Linked DNA regions of Mus musculus: region 2 is linked to region 1. The links are chromatin contacts, called in public Hi-C maps. All regions are on one chromosome and are shown on one strand. The core of a region is the stretch at or near the end of the contact, and the rest is flanking DNA. Distances in the headings are between cores, read along the strand shown.

Evidence for each region. Hi-C and Micro-C count contacts between places; a contact is called where the count stands out from the background.
Region 2: a contact with region 1 is called in a Hi-C map of cumulus cells, with 1.6 times the contacts expected there. The contact joins two enhancer-like sites. A contact is called at or near these places in 4 of 484 Hi-C or Micro-C datasets (CD4 T cells, DN3 thymocytes, cumulus cells and 1 more).

What each region holds. Positions count from the first base shown.
Region 1 is chrX:13,397,298-13,399,997 of GRCm38.p6, forward strand. No RefSeq gene overlaps it. Among named protein-coding and RNA genes, the nearest start is that of Gm34661, 51 kb to the left of the region's middle. Within about 2 kb of position 1,419, at least 9 of the 459 cell types and tissues checked have an H3K27ac peak or open chromatin away from gene starts, as enhancers often do.
Region 2 is chrX:13,433,436-13,436,135 of GRCm38.p6, forward strand. No RefSeq gene overlaps it. Among named protein-coding and RNA genes, the nearest start is that of Nyx, 26 kb to the right of the region's middle. Within about 2 kb of position 1,421, at least 2 of the 459 cell types and tissues checked have an H3K27ac peak or open chromatin away from gene starts, as enhancers often do.

The DNA of each region.
Region 1 (2,700 bases), core at 169-2,668:
TGGCTGTCCTGGAACCCACTCTGTAGACCAGGCTGGCTTCGAACTCAGAAATCCACCTGCCTCTGCCTCCCAGGTGCTGGAATTAAAGGCGTGCGCCACCACTGCCTGGTTCAGGTGTGCTTTTAAGCACAAAAACCATATCCACAGGTTGAGAATTGCTGTTTTAAGGTTTGAGGGCCTACCAAGGCAGTGGTTCTCAGCTTACGGGGTGTGAATCTTTTGGGGTCAAATGATCCTTCCACAGGGATCACTTAAGACCATTAGAAAACCCAGACATTTACATTACAATTCATAACAGTAGCAAAATTGCAGTTATGAAGTGGGAAAGGCAGAGGTAGCACACAACTTTAATCTCAGTACTCAGGAGGCAGAAGCAGGCAGATCTCTGTGAGTTTGAGGCCAGCCTGGTCTATAGAGTGAGTTCCAGGACAGCCAGGGCTACACAGAGAGAAAAAAATGAAGCACAATGAAAATAATGTTATGGTTGGAGGTCAGCACATCATGAGAAACTGTATTAGAGGGTTGAAGCATTAGGAAGGTTGAGAACCACTGTTAAGGTATGGGGCTCTGGTCCACTATCTTCCTAGATAACCCTAGCTTGTGGGGGCTGGAGATATGATTTAATTCTCAACATTAACATCAGGCAGTTCACAAACTAGCACAGCATGAATTCCTATCATTCCCAGGCAATCAAATATTATTTACAGTCTGTGAGGACTGGGAAAGACCTTGATCTTATGCTTTGAGATGGAAGGTAGCATAGAATAAAAGCTCAACAACACTTGCTGATTCACGACTGCTTTATTTATCTATTTATTTAAATTCAAGGCTTGGAGTTACCATCCTATTTGGAGAATGCCATTTCCTTTTATCATGATTTCCCCCTCTGCTTCTTTCTATTATGAGCACAGATGGTTACATTCTTAATGACCTTCCATTGCTTGTTGGCTGTAGTAGCCTGGAATTGGAATGGTGCAATATCAGGAATCTCTCTCTCCCTTTTCTTTTTGTTCTGGTGTGTGTGTAGGTCTTATGCATTCCATGCTAGCCTTAAACTTACCATGCAATGAAGGATGGCTCCTGACTGTCCAGTCTCTACTTCTCAAGTGCTGGGATTACAGGCTCACATCTTTATTATATCACACTGGGATCTTCTGCCTCTTCTATTTTCTCTTTACATTTTTCAGTTGTTTCCAAATCTTCTACTTTTCTCCCTGTCCTGATTTTCCTTTTTGTGTGTTCTGGAAAAGAACCTCTAAGGGCAGGTTTCTGTTGTTGGACAAAATGAGACTTTTCTTGGCTAAGGTTTGAGTCATATAAATTCTAATGAATTGATTCACTCAATAGCTATTTACCAAGTGCTTGCTAGGTGCCTGGCAGGACTCCAGGAGTTGGGATCACACAGGAGCACATCCATTCTCTGAATCAGAACCACAGAAATGGTAAATATGGGGGCTGAGGAGATGGCTCAGTTCCTAGCACCAACATGAGACAGCTCACAACTCCCTGTAATTCTAACTACAGAGGGGCCCAAACTCTGTTCTGTCTTCTACAGGCATTGCACTCATGAGCATGTACACACACACACACACACACACACACAGGTAAAATCTTAAACAAATAAGCAAATGCACATAACACAGTAGAGATGTTGCTCATGGTTGGAACACTTGCCTAGCATCCTCAAGGCCCTGGGTTCCATCCTCAGCACCAAATGAAATGTACTATACAGAGAACTGTAGGATGAAGGCATATGGCTGAGGATAGAGAATGAAGTGAGGCCTGACTTAAGAAATGGATTGAAATCTGATTGATTTGTCTTGTATCTAAGTCTTACTACCCAAGAAATGATTTTAACATTTCACATATAAACCTATACAGCAAGCTATATTTTAAATGGATGTACTTGATAATAATTACAATGAAATAGATTTGTATGCATGTGCGCATGTGTGTGTATTGTGATGGATGGAACCCAGGGTTCCTTTTATGTTAGTAGTAGAGCAAGTGCCCCACAACTGAGTTACATCCCAGCCCCCACATAGAATAGTTTTTAGGTGTTTTTTTGGGTGCTATATGAATAAATACGTAAGTTTGAAATTATATTTTAAAGCTGGGCATGATGGCAAAGGCCTGTAATTCCAGCATTTGGGAGGCTGAGGTAGGAGGATGGTGATTTGGGGAGAAGCCTGAACTACATAGCAAGACCTTGTCTACTATTTTTTTTTTTTTTTTGAGACAGTGTCTCACTATGAAGCCTTGGCTGGCCTGGATCTTGAAGCAGACCAGGCTGGCTTTGAAGTCATGGAGATCCACCTGTCTCTGCCTCTCAAGTGCTAGGATTAAAGGTCTATGATACCATGCCTGGCCATTTAAAAACCACTATTTATTTATTTTTAATTTATTTATTATTCATGCAGTGTGTGTGTGTCTGTGTGTGTGTGTGTGTGTGTGTGTGTGTGTGTGTGTGTGTGAGACAAAATACAGGAGTCAGTTCTTTTCCACCATGTAGGTTCTAGGAATTGACCTCTTGGTGGCAAGCAGTACCCAGTGAGCCACCTTACCCACCTGAGTGTGGCGTTTTTAATCTGTCCATCTTGTACATAGTATTTGAGAAGGGAATAGCATTGTAGTACATTTTGTTTTGCTTGCTTGGTTTTTGTTTTTGGCCTTGACTTTGAAATGTAGCTAAGGATGACC
Region 2 (2,700 bases), core at 171-2,670, 36 kb after region 1:
CTCTCTCTCTCTCTCTCTCTCTCTCTCTCTTTCTTTCCTTCTTTCTTTCTTTCGAAGCCTCTTTTTTTTTCATTCTCTCCCCATTCTATTAATTTGGTGAGAAAAAAATGGATCATATGCCACATAGAACTTTCTAGTCTATATTTAGCTGACTGTGCATTTGTCTGGTGTCGTTCAATGCATTTCCTCCATCTGTCACATTGCTTTAAACAGTGGTTAGATGTGGAGGTTGAATTGGCTTTGCAATCTTTCTGCTTGTTTTTAGTTTGGTGTGAGTAACATTGGCACCAGAGTTGGCCATTCTCTGTTGTGTTTTTTTTGTTTTTGTTTTGTTGTTGTTGTTGTTGTTGTTGGGGACTAGACCTGGGGCCTTGCATATGTTAGACTCTAACTCTAGCTTTTGATTTGGTTCTGAGACCTTTCACAAGGTCTTGGTTAAGTGAGTCAGGCTGAGTTTAAACTCACCCACTCAGTGGCCCAGCTTTTATTTTGTAATCTTCCTGCTTCAGTCCCCTGAGTAGATAGGATTCTAGGCCAGTGTCACCAGGCCCTGGAGCTGTGTCATTATACTGCATCACATCACACAGGAGGAGGAGGAGGAAGAGGAGGAGGAGGAGGAGGAGGAATAGAATGTTCTGGTCCTGACATTTGGGAGCATGCTTAGATGAAATATTAGAATCCATGATGCTATTGCAATATAATGCCTTTTCCCATTCCATTGTTTTTGTTTGTATGAGCTGTGATTTAAAAAAAAAAAAGTGGTACAGATCCAGCTCAGAGGCTCAGACATGCTGGGCAAGGGCTTTACCATGAAGCCATGCTCTAAGCCCACTATGAATTTATCTATCTATCTATCTATCTATCTATCTATCTATCTATCTATCCACTTTACATCCCAATACCTGTCCCTCTCCTCCCAGTCTCCCTCCCACATCTTCTCCCCCCATTCTTTCTTCTTCTTCTCTGAGAAGGAGAATCTCCCCCTGCCTCCCATCGCCCCAACCTTGGCATATCAAGTCACTGCAGGACTATATGCATCCTTTTCTACTGACACAAGTTTTTCCAGCAACAGGGTTCCCTCATATTGTGCTTTTTTATTGCTTTTATTTCCTTTTCCAGGTCTTAAACAGTTTTATTCATTTCCTTCGACTGTTTAGTTGTATTTTCCTGTATATCTTTAAAGGATTTATTAGTTTCCTCTTTAAAGGCCTGTACATATCTGATTGTATTTTCCTGAAGTTCTCTAAGGGATTTCTTAGTTTCCTCTTTAAAAGCATCAATTATCTTTACAAGGATGTTTTAAAGGTCACTTTCTTGTGCTTTGGTTGGGTTAGGATAGCCAGGGCTTGCTGTAGAGATAGCTTTGCTCTGAAGGTGCCATATTGCCCTGGCTCTTGCTGTTTGTGTTCCCTGGATATTCCTGGTGTAGGAGGTATCAGGAAGGCAGCTCTAATCTGGATGTTTCCCATGCAGCAGGCCTTGGGTGGGCAGCCTTCGACTAGATGTTCTTGATGTAGCAGGCCTGGGTGTTCCTTCTTTGATTGGCTTGATGGGGGCTAGCAGAGCAGTGGCCAGACAATGGAGCTCTGACACAGCCAGCAGCTAGCTCAGAGCAACTGGGCATGCTGTGTCCCAGGAGAAGGGCAGGGGAACTGGTGTCTGGGTGGGGGGCACCTAACCTGGTTTTCATTGTTCAGCAGGCCTGATGGAGGCTGGCAGAGCAGTGGCCAGACCTATAATACTAATTCTTAGCCAAATCCAGGGATGAACGCTGTGAGGATACAATAGAGAAAGTAATTGGATGGAGAGTTATTTCCAATGACAGGACTGTTACCTTATTAGTGGGCATTACCTTATCAGTCCCTATGCTTGACTTTTAACTCTGATTAGGAATATAAATCAGAGAAGATGGAGACAGGAACATTTCTTTATTTGCTTTCTTTCTTTTCGTTGTTGTTGTTTTCTTTTGTTTTTGTTTAATTTCCCCTTAGAACTAGAACTAAGAGATGTCTGTGAGCAGCCATGTGAGTGCTGGGAATTGAATCAGAGTCCTTTACTAAGCCACCTCTCCAGTCCCTCAAACCAATAAAAAAAAAAATTAAAGGCAAGCTAAGGAGGTAAAGGTGGGCAGTTGAGTGATAAGACATAGTTTTATGATTACTGTCAAAGCTGACATCCTGAATCCCTATGGAGGAGGAAGGACAGTGATGAAGATGGCAAGCATGAGAGTTCCTGAGTGAGGTAACAGACATTTCTAGCTTTTTGGAGATTAGTCTTTATTATTTTTATTTATCTGATTGTGTGGATGAATGCCTTATGTGTCCAGATTCCCATAAAGACCAAAAGAGGGCATTGGATGTCCCAGAGATAGAATCACAAGTGGCTATAAGGCAGTCCCCATGAGTAAGTTTGATGGGAATATAAGTGGGGAAGATGCAAACAGAGCTTTTCTTTTGTTTTCTTTCTTTCTTATTGGGGGAAGGGCGTTCCCTCAGAACCAGAGCTAGGAGCTGGCTGTGAGCAGCAATGCGTGTGCTGGGAACCAAACCAGGGTCTTCTGCCAAAGCAGGTGGCCTTAACTGGTGAGCCATTCCTTCAGCCCCCCCGCCCTCCCCCCCAGGTGCTTATCTTTAAAAAAAAAAGTTACGATTTATTTCTTCTGTGGGCATGAATGGGTACCACAGGACCCACGCAGAAGAA